Regions from separate parts of the Mus musculus genome. Here region 1 is linked to region 2. A link is a contact called in public promoter capture Hi-C data. All regions are on one chromosome and are shown on one strand. The core of a region is the stretch at or near the end of the contact, and the rest is flanking DNA. Distances in the headings are between cores, read along the strand shown.

Region 1 (6,660 bases), core at 1,037-3,536, 210 kb after region 2:
AAGCCTTTTAATCCCCCACCAAGTACATGCCCTTTAGATTGCTTGTGCCTTCCAGTATTCCTGGAGAATTCCTTGGGTGGATGTGCAAACATGTAAGTCTTCAAGAAAGGCACCCAGGCCCAGAAATGAGAAGGACAGGCCGAGGCAGACAGTCCTGTGGTAGGTAACAGAGGCCCCAGAAGTTGGAGGTGTGGATCTGCTGAGACTGGAGTGGAGCTTGGGCCCTACAAGCCAGCAACACTTGCCCCTCACCAGGCAAAGGGCACCTTGCGGTGTTCTTGCATGACATAGTGGTCATCATTCTGGGGCAGAGCTCGCATCAGTCCGAAGTCCCCAATCTTGACCAGGTCCCGGGTAGCCAAAAGCAGGTTTCGAGCAGCCAGATCCCGGTGAATGAAGCGCTTGGACTCCAGGTAGGCCATACCCTCAGCCACCTGCACAGCGTAGCGACTCAGCGTCCCCAAGAGGAAATGACCTTGGTGTTTACGTAGGCGGTCCAACAAAGATCCCAGAGGTGCCAGCTCTGTCACCTGAGGCCACACAGAAGACAGACAGGATAAATCCGGTAGATCGATGCCACTCTCTCAAAGGCAAAGTTCCCAGTCTCTTTCTGGAGGTCGACCATAGCTCCAATGAACGAACTCCATGTTCGTTTCTGACCTGTCCCTTCAGTCACCCCCAAGAATCTAAACCCCAGAATAAAGCATTCCAAAGAGGCCCAGGCTAAAAACTCCAAAGATAACTCATGTCAAGGGCCAGCCATTCCTATGGGCACATCTTGCCAGTGAGCAGTAGAAAATCCAGAGATGACAGCACTAGGCAGTACCCTGGTAAACCCCTTTGCCACTTGTGGCGGGAAACTGGAGCAGGCAGGAGGAAGAGTGCGTCTGGGAGCCCAGACTGCAGGTAGCCCTCTGGCCTTCCCTCCCACCCAGCCACTCACCATCTTCATGGGTAGTGTGAGCACCACACCATACAAGCGAATGAGGTTTCGGTGGTCTAGTGAATGCATGGCATTGACCTCCCGGATGAAGTCGTCCATGGCCTCTGGCTGGCTCAGCACGTCAGGCTTCAGGCACTTGACGGCCACACTCACCTGCCCAGTGCAGGATTAGCAGGGCGTTAGACCTTCATGGTTCCCAACACTGAGCTAACTGCACCTTCCAACTCAGAGTAAAGCCCCTTGCGTCAGACCTGTTCATCTGAGTGCACAAGCATGCCATCAGTTTATATCCTACATCCTCTGCACTGCAAGAGGGTGGCAGCTGACTGACCTCTAAAGGTCACTAAATGTGGGCCTCTTCTTTCTGGGCAAATTCCCAAATTAGCAGTGACAATAAATTAAGAGATGAGCAATATAAAGACAGAACAATAATATAGTTGAACTATAATGCCATAATCTATGGATGCCCCCCACCTTGGAAAAAGGGGTGCTGAGTGGCCAGGGCTTGACAAATCCTGCTGGGTGCTAGCAATATTAATATACTGTCTGGGAAGTGCATCTGGCCCTATATATTTACAATAATCTGTATCCCCCCACACCCCATACGTGTATGTTTGTGTGTGGTTATCCACTAGGGAGTTTTAATTAAGAGAAAAAAGGCTATGACTTAAATATGTAAATCTAATTTCTATCTTAGTGATGAGACATAGCTCAGTGGCACAGCACTTGCTTCAAAGCTGATCCAAGACCATGAAGGAAGGAAAGGATAAAGGGACAGAAAATACTTTGTCACTGCAGGTTCAAAGCCACCCTGGTCTACCCAAGATGCTGTCTCACAACAAATCCCTGCAGGGGTTGGGGTGGCAGGAGGGGGCGCTGCAGCCCTGCCTCAGCCGGGCAGTGGGAGCTGCAGGCCTTTGCCTTTCATTTTTCCGTGTCCAATCTTTCATAGTAAGCAAACTATCTTTAGACTTGAAAAAAAGAAATCACTGTGCTCAGTTAAACCTGAACATGGCTCAAAAGGTGAGTACTTTCACAACTGTCCCTAGTCACTTGTCGCCTGACAGAAGGGGAGAGGTGCCCACCCCAGAGCTCACCGTCTTCCCTGCGGGGGCGTCCCATTCACCCCTGCGCACCACGCCAAAGGAGCCATCCCCCAGCTTCTCCAGCAGGCGTAGGTCTTTCTCCCCAATGAGGCAGGTGAGGCTCTGCAGGGTCCCCTCCCCTGGCAGGCTCCCTGGGGTGGGGGAGGGCTTCCGGAAGGTGCTCTGAGAGTGCTGGGAAGGGAACTCGGCCTCCAACCGCTTTCCACTGAACACCTGTTTGAAAGCAGCCAGAAGCCAGATGGAACCCAGGGCCCCAGAGGCACTCAGTCCCACCCTACTGGTAAGCCTCAGACAGCTCCTGGCTTTGCCAAGCTGCCAGGGGCAGCCTGTTAAAGGCACACACTTCTAGCGTACACCCTAACGGGGAACCCACAGCTGAAGCCTCAGGGTAGTCGTCAAAAACAGATGAAGATGCTGCTTGTGGATGAAGTTAACCCCAAAACGGTCTGTGAAGACAGAGATAGCCCAAAGCCCTCCAGGTACACCCCCAAGCCCCAGCCCTGGCAGCCCTGGCCTTCAGCTCCTCCCCATCTTACCCTTCCCTTCCTGAACCTCCTAAACGGCACAGCCTCTTGCCCCTAGCATACAAAGAGAGGGTAGGAGCCCGAGGGGCCCTCCAAACACCTCCCTGTCCATTTTTAGCCCTGGCCCCTTCTCTGGGTTAACCATTTGGCACTGTCTGTCTCTATCCTCCCTGGGGAGTCGGCTGCCCTTCATCCTGCCCAGGGGAGAAGATAATTTTAGTCTGAGGTTGACCCATGAGTATGTGTTATGTGTGTGTATGTAGTGCAAATGAAGCCAGTCTTTGCTGGAGAAGGGCCTGGAAAGACAGCTGGATTTCTGGAGGGGCGCCTAGAGCCAAGGGCTGAGAAGGAAGGAAGACTAGAGGGGTCTCCAAGGCCTGTTTTGGAGAAAGAAGGGCCAAAGGTCAAGAGACAGGAAGAGGGGGGCTATGAAGGAACTCACCTGGCCATGCAATCTGACTTGGCCCCTCCACTGGGCATCTAAAGCTCTAGTGCCAGGCTACAGACTCTTCTCGTTGCCCTCAGAGCTGGCCAACCTTACCCGTGTGTGCTGAGTGATAGGTTCTTTCTCCCCAGCTGGTGAAGTGAGCCAACTCAAGCCACATTAGAGTGGTCATGGGGAAAGTGGGGGTATGGGCGGAAAAGAGAAAGAAAGAGAGGGTGTGCACAGAGAGAAGAAAGGGGCGGGAGGGAGAGAAGGAGATAGACAGACAGACAGAAAGAGTCAGAGAGAGATGGAAATGTCTGGGTTACTAGGGAAGAGCCTCTGGGAGAAGGGCAGCCCCTGGGCTGGAAAGTTCTGAGTTGGGGGTGGGGGGTGGGGCGGGCAGAGTATGCCAGGTAGGGACTGAGGGATGCTGGGAGACCCTGGAGGCCAGGTCTGCTTTGGTATGTAAAATATGCCCCTCAGCCCCTTGTCCCGAAATCAAACACTAAGGGCAGCTCAAATCTGAGGACCTGTTTGGACTTTGTCCCCTCCTCCCAGTATTTTCCTAATATTTGCCAATAAGTTCAATTTACAAGATCTACTTTCGCCACTGCAGCCACGAGGCCCTTTGCACAGTCCTACATGGTAAGCTGGGTAATGGAGCCAATGCTGGTTTACCAAAGACATGACAATTTTAGAAAGGACCACTGATCACCCAGAGACCTACTATGAACTGGGGTAAGATCCAAAATTCCCACACTGCTTTTCTCTATTGTCAATAGGTCGCCACACATTCATCCTCTGCAAAAACCTGGGCGATGGACCAGGACTGTGTCCCCAGAAAAGGCCACAGGCTCTCAAGAGACAGCCCCTTTGCCAGACTGCAGCCAGAAAATTTCTACTGCCCAATCCCAGTCCAGCTGTTCTGCCCTGCTCACCCCTCACCCCAGTTCTGAGGCCAGAAGTAGAGAGAGAGGCCCTGGCTGGCTCACTTCCTCTCTCATTGTCTTCCAGACAATGGGCAAAGTTCCACTGAGTCAGATCAGGGACTCACAACACTAAAGACCCAACTTAGGGGGTGGGGAGGAGCTGTGGGGAAGGAAGCTGTCAGCAGAGCCAGATGACCACAGGAACCTGAAGAGCGGAGAGCACAGGGAAGTGTTGGGGGGCAGACAGAACAAGGCAAAGATGTCCAGACAGTCCCCTCTACCCCTTTCTGGACACTGGCCTGACACTCAAAGGAAGGAACACTTATCAACAAGTCCCAGCTCCGGCACCCAGAGAGGCTGTGAAACCCTTACTGCACACAGGCCGTTCACCGGTCTGTCTGTGGCGGAGACAGACACTTAGCCAGGCAGCACCACAAGTGTCCTGTCAGATAAGAGCTTGGAGGAGGAAAGTCTGTACAAAGTGTGAGGCAATCGGTGAGATTATACCTCTGGGCAGCAGGAGAAGGCTCCTGAGCCTGCCAGCAGCGGGAGGCCCTTGGGTGCCCCACCACCCCCTCACACCCTTCTCACACACACCTTGCTCATCCATGACTTGCGTTTGCACATGGCCTTCCTCCTCTTCACGGCCTCCCACAGCCGCCTCTGGCCTGCAAGCAGGGAAAGTGAACGAGGTCTGTCAGACAGCTCTCACACCCTCCCAACGAGGCTGCTATCCACCTAACTGACTTCCTCAGTTCCTGGGACACCACTCAACCCAATGCCACCAACGGGATCAGTTGCCAACTAGGAATTTCATTCACCCAATCTCTACACTCTACCTCTGGCTGGAGGTGTTTACTCATCAAAGCAGAATGAGAAGTGGCCAGTTACCTCGCCAACTCTCCAGACAACTCAGGTAAGGAGATACACACATACACCTGTCTCCATTCTAAGGTTTCCTTCCCTTAAAATATTCTTACACTACTGACATCAGACGCTGTGCTGGCTAGTTTTATGCTAATATGACACAAGCTAGATCAGAGAAGAAGGAACCTCAGTTGAGAAAACGCCTCCATAGGCTGTTCACACACCTGCAGGGCATTGTCTTAACTAGTGACTGATGGGGGAGGGCCCAGCTCATTGTCCGCGGTGCCATCCCTGGGCTGGTGGCCCTGGATTCAGCAAAGCATCAGCCAGCCAGTAAGCAGCGCCCTCCATGGCTTCTGCATTTGTCCCTGCCTCTAGGTTCCTGTCCTATTGAGAGCTCCTGTCCTGACTTCCTTCAAGAACAGTGATGTGAAAGTATAAACTAAATAAATCCTTTCCTTAGCAAGCGGCTTTGCTCATGGTGTCACACAGCTGCGGTGTCCCTAACTAGGGCAGAAATCAACTATCTAAGCAAAAGCAGCACACGTTACTGTCTTTTTCTTTTTTAGCTTGTAAAACATTTGGCTATTTTGAGTTGGACACACTAAAGTTTCTGATTGTGGGTTGTTGTTGTTGTTGTTGAGATAGTCTACTGTAGCCTGGCCTGGATGACCTTGAGCTACTGATCCTTCAGCCTCCACCTCTTGAGATGTTTGTGTTTTGGTGCTGGGAATTAAACCCAGAACTTCACGGACGTTAAATAAACAATATCTTTTAGCAAGAGAGGTCTAGCCACAACCCATGATAAATTTCTCATTTCTAGATGGTAACTGCTAGTTTTAGTTTAGAAAGAAGGGAAAGTTTAAAGTAACAACATGTTCTTTAAAAGATTTTTTTTTTATTTTTATGTATTTTGTGTGTGTTCCTTATGTGTAAGGGTGCCCATAGGGACCAGAAGAGGTGTCAGATCTGTGGAGCTACTGGCAGTTACAAGCTACCTGATGTGGGAACGAAACTGGTGTCCTCTATAAGTGAACAGTACACGCTTTTAACCACTGAGCCATCCCTCTAGCCCCATCTGAGGGTTTTTTGTCTTCTCTTCTCATGTGGATCTGCTGGCATTAACCCCACTGGTGTTCAGAATGAAACAGAAGAGACACAGGAAATACATCTACAAATATCTGATCAAACACCAATGGGGAAGGACTAGAGAGCAGACCTGGTAGCACAGGGAGGCTGAGCCAGGAGGAGGCTAAGTCCATGGTCTGCCAGAGCAATAAAAGGTTCAAGGCTACCCTGGGTAACTTACTGACATTCTGCCCCCAAACCACAAAGTGCAGAAAGGACGGGCCAGAGCTAAAGTAGTGGAGCCCTTGCCTAGCACGTGAAAGGTCCTAGGGATAATTCCTAGTATCTCTTTAAAAAGGGGTGGAGGCAGGGAGGCCTGGGGTGTGCTCACTGGCAGAGCACCCAGGTGGCACAAGTGAGGCCCTAAATTCAGTACCCAGCACCTTGGGAGAAAGCCAAAAAAGGTATATCCGACTAACTCTGAGTGACCACAGCTCTAAGACTCTGTTCTCTTCAACTTCCAACTCACATTTACATTCAACTGCAAACTGTTCCCTGGGCACCCTGTGAACAGCACTCTCCACCTGCCTCCCACTCACAGCCACCACCATGATGAAGAGATTCTTCTTGTGCTGGGCCATGATGAATACAAACGAGGTAAATGATCAGAAGAGAAAGCAAGGCCTGTGGGCTACCTACCAGGCCGGCCCATGCCAATCTTTTCCAGGTCTTCATTTTTGACATATTCAAAATGAGATAGGCGGGTAATGTTGAGGTCATCTCGAAGCCTCAGGAA
Region 2 (6,870 bases), core at 371-2,870:
GAGCTTCCCACAAAACCTAACCAATCCCTGAGTAGGAAAACTCACCAATACTTATTCTGGAAATCTGTCCGGAAAAGCTCTATCCCCCTAAGAAACCCTATATAAGCCCTTGCCTTTTGTCCAATTCCCTGTTGTCCTATAGTGGGAGCAGAGGGCAGCCATTACTGGATTCGTCCCTCTTCTCTCTGGATCTACCAATAAATCTCTTTTATGCGATTTGCTGCCTGGTGTGACTGATAAGAAGCCAAGAAGCAATGAAGAGAAGCAAACAAGTGGAGTAGGTCTGAGACTCTTGAGCTCCTCAGCTCAGCTGGGAATACCCTCCCCTGGGAGCTGCGAAGGTTTCCTTTCAGAGCTGTGTGGTTCCTGGGCACCAGTGTCTCAGGATGCCCTTCCACTGGGACACCTGCTCCCCTCTTCAGCTGTATGGTCCCTGGGCTTCTGAGGCCCAGGATAGCCTTCCATTAGAAAAGAAACACAAGTTCAGTATTCAGGTATTTTAAAATATCCAAGAGGGGCAGTGTGGTGAGAAGAGACCCGGAAAGAGGAAAAAGAAAGAGAGCACTGATTCTATCCAGTACCATACATAACTTGACTCTACAAAAGAAAAAAAAAGAAAAGAAAAGAAGGAATTACTTTTGGATTTGCTAAGCCAAACCAAACAGAAGCCCTCATACTGTTGGATTGGAATTATTTTTTTTTTCGAAAATAAAAAACAATCCTCATGCTTTTCTTACATAATCATCAGCAAACCACGGCATCCTTTTTATGTACACGGGACCCCATGTTCTACCTGACATTTTATCAATCTGCGTACATCTCTCCCTCCCCACCCCCAACTGGCTAACTTTGAAACCGTGCTAGAGAACACGCTTCAGTAAACACCTAATCAAACTCAGTAATACGGTTCACGCTTAACGACCCCTCCGAGCGGCCGTTCAGGGACCGCGTCCGGGACCCCCGGCGTTCCCAGGGGAGGCGCCGGTTGGAAATCGCCCGTGCCCAGCGCACTTCTGGGCATTCACACCAGACAAGCTATTCTCGCGGTTGCTGGCTTTAGTCAGTTGCAGCCCCAGGCTGGTTCTAAGACCCTTTAAAAGGAAAAGCCCCGGGTGGGTGAGCACACGCCGGCCCGGGTAGCCCAAGAGACTCCGTCCTGCGGGGAAAGAAGACAGCAGCTACGGACCCTGCGGACCGCCGGGCCCGGCCAGTCCTTGTTACGACCCCTCCCTACCCCCGGGGGTGGGACACACCGGGGTCGCTCCCGTCCCATCGGGGGGGGGGGGTCCTCGCCGGTTCCGCCCACGCGCGACCAAACCGGACAGGCAACCGCGGTCAACCGCCCCTTCCCCCACCGTGCCTCCCGCCCCCTCCCCCCACCACGACGCGGCCACCCTGGTCTCTCACCCAGGGACATATCGATTTTGTCCAGGTTCTCATTGCTTCGTGCTTTCGGTGGCGGCGGCGGGGTCGCCGTGGCTCCTACCAACCGGGTGCCAAACCGGTTCATGACTGGGGTTGCGGCGTCGGAGCAGTCAGCCGGGAAGGCCAGAGTCGCAGGCCCGCCGCCTCCCACTCACGCACGCAGACTAGCTGCAGCGCAGAGCGCGCACGCGCGCCGGCGGCGTCCTCGCCCTCCCACCTCCCAGCAGCGGGCGGGGGAGAGGGACTACCGAGACGAGCTGCGGGCGGCTAGAGCGGCCCACGCGAAACTGGCGCCTAGCGGCCCTTACCGGTGCGGGGCGCCGTCCTGGAGCCTCAGCCCAGGGCGCCGGGAATAGCGGCTGTCCTAGCGCCTCGACGGTCCACACCATTGGCAGCGCCTCCGAAACCGAGTCTGAACGACTAGCCTGGCCCTGCTGTTCCGGCCCGTCCTGCTGCGGAAAGGCCCGGCACGCCCCTCTGCAGTGCAGCCTACGGAGGCTGGACAGACCCCTGCGAGCCGAGATTGCAGCGATGGGTCCCAGCTCCCCTGTCCCTGAGTTGCCACGTCTGATAGCAAAGGCTGCAGTGACAGTTCTTGAGTCACCTTAACAATAAAAGTAAATGCTAATGTATCTGTGCCTTGTCTCAGTTGGCACTCTATAAACATTTGGCACGGTACTAGCTACCTTAGTAAGACCTCATCTTCCCTTGGGAGGGTAAGTACTTCTGTTTATTTGGTTGCGTTTTTCTATTACTCAATTGAGTGGCGAAATATATATATTTTCCTTAATCGTCTTTATAGAAAAACTTAATGTTTCCATTCCAGCTTAATAATTCGTTTCCCCTTTACGAAATGTTATTCCCCCCCCCCCTTTTTTTTTTACTTTATTTTCTACAACGCACCTGCGTGGAAGCATGCCTGTTATTCCATCCCCCACATAACAGCTCAAAACCATCTCAGGCATTTTCATCTAAGGAAAAAAAAACAGCGTCAAGTGTTCTGTTCGTGTAGAAATCTCTGCCACCGTTTTCTTCACTTCCTAAAATTTCTTTAGTAGAGACCTGAGCTAGCTTTGTAGTGACCCAAGAAATCTGAAAACCACACTATCCTATATTTAATTTAGTAATGTCACAATCCATGTGATTTGCAAATTCAACAGCCGTGACACATTTTACTATTTTTTGCTTGGAGCTTCCATACTTTAAAACACTTCATATCATGTACAATTGCATCTATTAATAACATATTTTCTAACTTTTACCAGCTGAGACCTGGTTATATTGTATCTACCCTTTTTAGTAAAGATTGTGACAGCTATTGATCCATCTTAAAACTACATACTAATGCTTCTTACGATATGGTTAAAAGAAAAGGCCACTCTTAATTCGTGATTCCATCCAAAAGCATGATGTTTTGGGGTGTTTGATGAATCATAGTAGTCTTATCTTGAGGAAATGTATAATTTTCTATTGAGAATTTGAGAAATACAATCCCTTATTCTCAAAAGTCAAGTTGGGCCAGGTGTGTTTTGCAGTGCCTTTAATTGCAATACTCGGGAGGCAAAGAATAGTGAGTGAATTTCTGTAAGCTGTAAACAAGCCAGGTCATAGTTCCAGGACAATCAGGGCTATGTAAAGATTACCTGTCTCAAAACAACAGCAAAAGTCAAGTTGGTTTTCTTTCCCATGGCAAAACTGTAACTGTATATAGTCAGTTAACATAGCACACACCTATGAGGGCATACAAGAAACTAATGGTAAAAAGTTTGAATTCAGCAAGATTCAACAGTAAAATCTGGCACGTAGAATAGTAGAATAGCTGATGCTTTTGCCACAAGGTCCTTGGGTTTGCTATTTTACTCTCCAACCCCAACCCCTTGAACTGCTAGCAACTGGGGAAGCTAGATTGTAAAGAAGAGTGTGGATGAGGCCAGGCACCTTTGGACTTAGTACTGAGAGGCAGGCAGATCTCAGAGCTCCAGACCAGCCAGAGCTCCACAGTGAGGCTGTCTCAAAACAACCAAACCAAAACCAAACCACCCAACAAGAAAGCTTCTACCGTTCCTGGGTTTATTGAGTACAGCATTTATCATTCTCTTCCGTCACTTGTTATATTACCTTATGGAATGCTATAGGCCTTAGTCTGCATAAGTTATCCTAAGAGTCTTTACAACCCTGAGTTGGGTGGTGGTGGTGGTGCACAACTTTAATCCCAGCAGAGGCAGGCAGATCTCTGAGTTTGAGGCCAGAAACCCTATCTTTACATTTCTGAGATGCTCTAAGCACAAGATGTTTCTCCCTGCATTAGCCCTCTGCCATTAGTTATAACTTCTGCACTCTCTGCTCATTTGTAGAAGTAAACTACAGAAAAGAATTGTAGATTGGTTCTTTTTTTTTTTTTTAAGATTTATTTATTTATTTATTTATTTAATGTAAGTACACTGTAGCTGTTTTCAGGCACACCAGAAGAGGGCATCCGATCTCATTGCAGATGGATCTCATTACAGAGCTACCATATGGTTGCTGGGATTTGAATTCAGGACCTTTGGAAGAACAGTCAGTGCTCTTAATTGCTGAGCCAACTCTCCAGCCCAGCTTTTTTTTTTTTTTTTTTTTTTTGGTTTTTTGAGACAGGGTTTCTCTGTACAGCCCTGGCTGTCCTGGAACTCACTCTGTAGACCAGGCTGGCCTTGGACTCAGAAATCTGCCTGCCTCTGCCTCCCGAGTGCTGGGATTAAAGGCGTGCGTCACACGCCCAGCTCACCTCTGCCTTCTTAGTGCCAATTGTACACTACCATACCCAGCTTGGAAAGTCTGTTTACATTTATTATTGATTGATTGATTGACTGTATATGTGTGTGTGGTGTGCATGTATGTGAGCACATGTAACATGGCACGTGTGGAATCAGAGGACCACTTGTGGGAGTCCATTCTCTCTTTCTACCATGTAGGGATCACACTCTTATTGTCAGACTTAGCAGCAAGCACCCTCACTCACTGAGCCATCTTACCAGCCCATCTTGTTTCTAATCTTCTTTCTAATCTACATGAAAAAGTTAAGGCATTTAGATTTTGAAAGCATGCATTTGATATAACAAAACAGGTGTGTTTAGATTTTGAAATTTTGTTTGTTTTTTTTAACTTTAGGTCTGTATAGAACAAATAACAAATATTCCAATATATAAAAACTTTTTTGTACCAATATAATAAGTACTACCTTTTGTCCCTGTCTCTTCTCAAAACTGAAGCCTGATTCCAAATCTTTTAGTTTTGTAGAATGTTCCTTGGTATCTCATCCTTCTTGTTTTATCTGGAATTTCACGTTCCCAAGGGCTAAGGCCTCAGAGATTCATAGACTCTCTGGATTTCAAAAGATACAAGAATAAAGCACTGTGGTAATACTATACCAGCATATAGGTCACACACAAAGCAAAACAAACATAGCAACCATACCTCTCCTGTCTGTCTCTGTAGATTGCTCATTCTGGACATTTCGTACAAACAGGATCATACAGTATACAATCTGTTGTGTCTAGCTTCTTTCACTAAACAAGGTCTTCTAGGATTGCTCATATTTTAACACTAAGTCCAACCTTCACTCCTGTTGATACTTGAATAGTATTCCATTGCATGGATGTAGTGTTTTCTTTATCAGTTAATAGACAGTTGTCTGTTTTCACTTTTTGGTTATTATAAATAGTGTGCTATGAACTTTCATATATGAGTTTGGTGTGGATATAAGTCCTCACTTCTTAGAAACATACTGGATATAGATTGCTGGACCATATGACAGTGCTTTTTTAACTTTGTAAGGAACTGGCAGATTGATTTTCACAAGCCCACACTATATTGTCATCAACAACATATGAGGGCACCAGTATTTGCACATGTTCTATCACTCATTAATTATCACTAGTATTTTTGTGAAGAGATTTGACTTTGTACTAGTGCATCAATTAAAGTTTAAATACAAACTTGTGATCAGAGCTGTGGTCTCAGTACAAACATTACCATAAACACTAGACTTGGAAGTAATCAATGTAAATTAATTAGATGGTATAGTCAAACTGACTTTGGAGTTACAGATCTGAATTTGATTCTCAGAAGCTCTGTCACTCGAGGTAAATGGTTAGTCTATGAATTTCAATTATCTCTCCCTCATATCTTATTAATAAATTGTAATTCCAGGATCATAGCCAGGACTTAACTAGGTTTACATTGAGAGAAAAGAATAAAAAGTTATGACTACAATACCTATATTAGTAATGTCTCAGTCAGCTCTGGCTATGTGAGAGTTAATATTAATTTTCAACTTAGCAGGACCTAGAATCTCCTAGGAGACACCCCTTCAAGCGTGGTTATGAGGAAGTTTCTAGGCTGAGTTGCCTGAGGTAGAAGGCTCACACTACATGTGGGCAACACCAGTCTACGAGCTGAACTTGCCCTTTCATCTCTCTGCCTCCTGGCTGTGGATGTGACCAGCTGCTTCATTGCTTCTGCCTCTGTGCCTTCCCTGTACACACACACACACACACACACACACACACACACACACTTTCAAGCACAGAGTCACCACTCACAACGGACTGAAATGTTGATCAGCCATGTTAACAAAAGCTGGAGTTAAAGACTGACTCTGCATTTTCTAGGTGCGTGAGCAATTGCTCTTCAGTTAATCATATAGTCACTGTGCACCAGGTGTGGTAATAGGCCTTCGGGGATAAGCAGCAAACAATATGGTTACCGTGCTTCACAACTTCACACAACTTGCAGAGTAAAAGGCACTTTCTGAGCACCTACATCATCAATGGGGCGCTGTGCTGGGTGGAGCACATACCTTTGCCTGGCGTGGAGCAGTTCAGAATCCTCATCTAATTCAAAAGAAACAGAATTCAAGCAGCCCCCACCCTTTGTAGAGGTTTGATTTCATACAGTATAAATAAGACAACATCTAGTATAGTCAGAGGAAATTGAGAGCCAATTAATATGGATTCCAGGTAAGCAAGGGCATGATATGTCACATGTTGCATGTAAACAGCAATTTTTACTATTTTTATCTGATGTAGTATTTAAGATTATATATTACATGTGGGTGGATGTTTAGTGTGGTGTGCTTGTGTGCACACACATGTTCAGGTAGGAGTTGAGAGCCAGGCATTGTACTAGGCTCAGAGGATCAGCAGTAAACAATATGGAAATGGTATCTCTTACCTTTGCTCAGCTTAAAGAGTAATGGTATTTTTTTTTCAGCACCTTAGAGGCTTTCTACAGTTCATTGCACACAGGTGTGTAAAGGCCAGAGATCAACTTCTGGTCTACCAGAAGTTCAACCTCTTGAGCTGTCCAACTTGGTTTTATATTATTATTGATTTGAGAATCTCATCCATGGGTATCCACGTCTGTCTGTAGCATTCCCATGCCCCTTTCTTCCTCCTTGAAATGTAG

What was found. Promoter capture Hi-C pulls out the DNA fragments that hold promoters and counts their contacts.
Region 1: a contact with region 2 is called in a promoter capture Hi-C map of neural stem cells. The contact joins the promoter of Tnk2os here to the promoter of Fyttd1 in region 2. A contact is called at or near these places in 3 of 39 promoter capture datasets (the 3T3-L1 cell line, HPC-7-derived erythroid cells and neural stem cells), 4 of 115 datasets of contacts at active chromatin or transcription factors (embryonic stem cells, extraembryonic endoderm stem cells, pancreatic cancer cells and 1 more) and 3 of 9 other capture datasets (adipose tissue, liver and pancreatic islet).

The regions. Positions count from the first base shown.
Region 1 is chr16:32,663,823-32,670,482 of GRCm38.p6, reverse strand. It overlaps Tnk2os (tyrosine kinase, non-receptor 2, opposite strand), which reads left to right and starts at 2,286. Exons shown (of 3, transcript NR_033493.1): 1 at 2,286-2,528; 2 at 3,783-4,845; 3 at 5,175-5,260. Tnk2 (tyrosine kinase, non-receptor, 2) reads right to left here. Exons shown (of 16, transcript NM_016788.3): 2 at 6,564-6,660; 3 at 4,527-4,597; 4 at 2,041-2,262; 5 at 944-1,096; 6 at 253-530.
Region 2 is chr16:32,872,534-32,879,403 of GRCm38.p6, reverse strand. It overlaps Fyttd1 (forty-two-three domain containing 1), which reads right to left and starts at 1,620. Exons shown (of 9, transcript NM_027226.4): 1 at 1,408-1,620. The coding sequence starts at 1,510. It also overlaps a transcript of Rubcn not described here.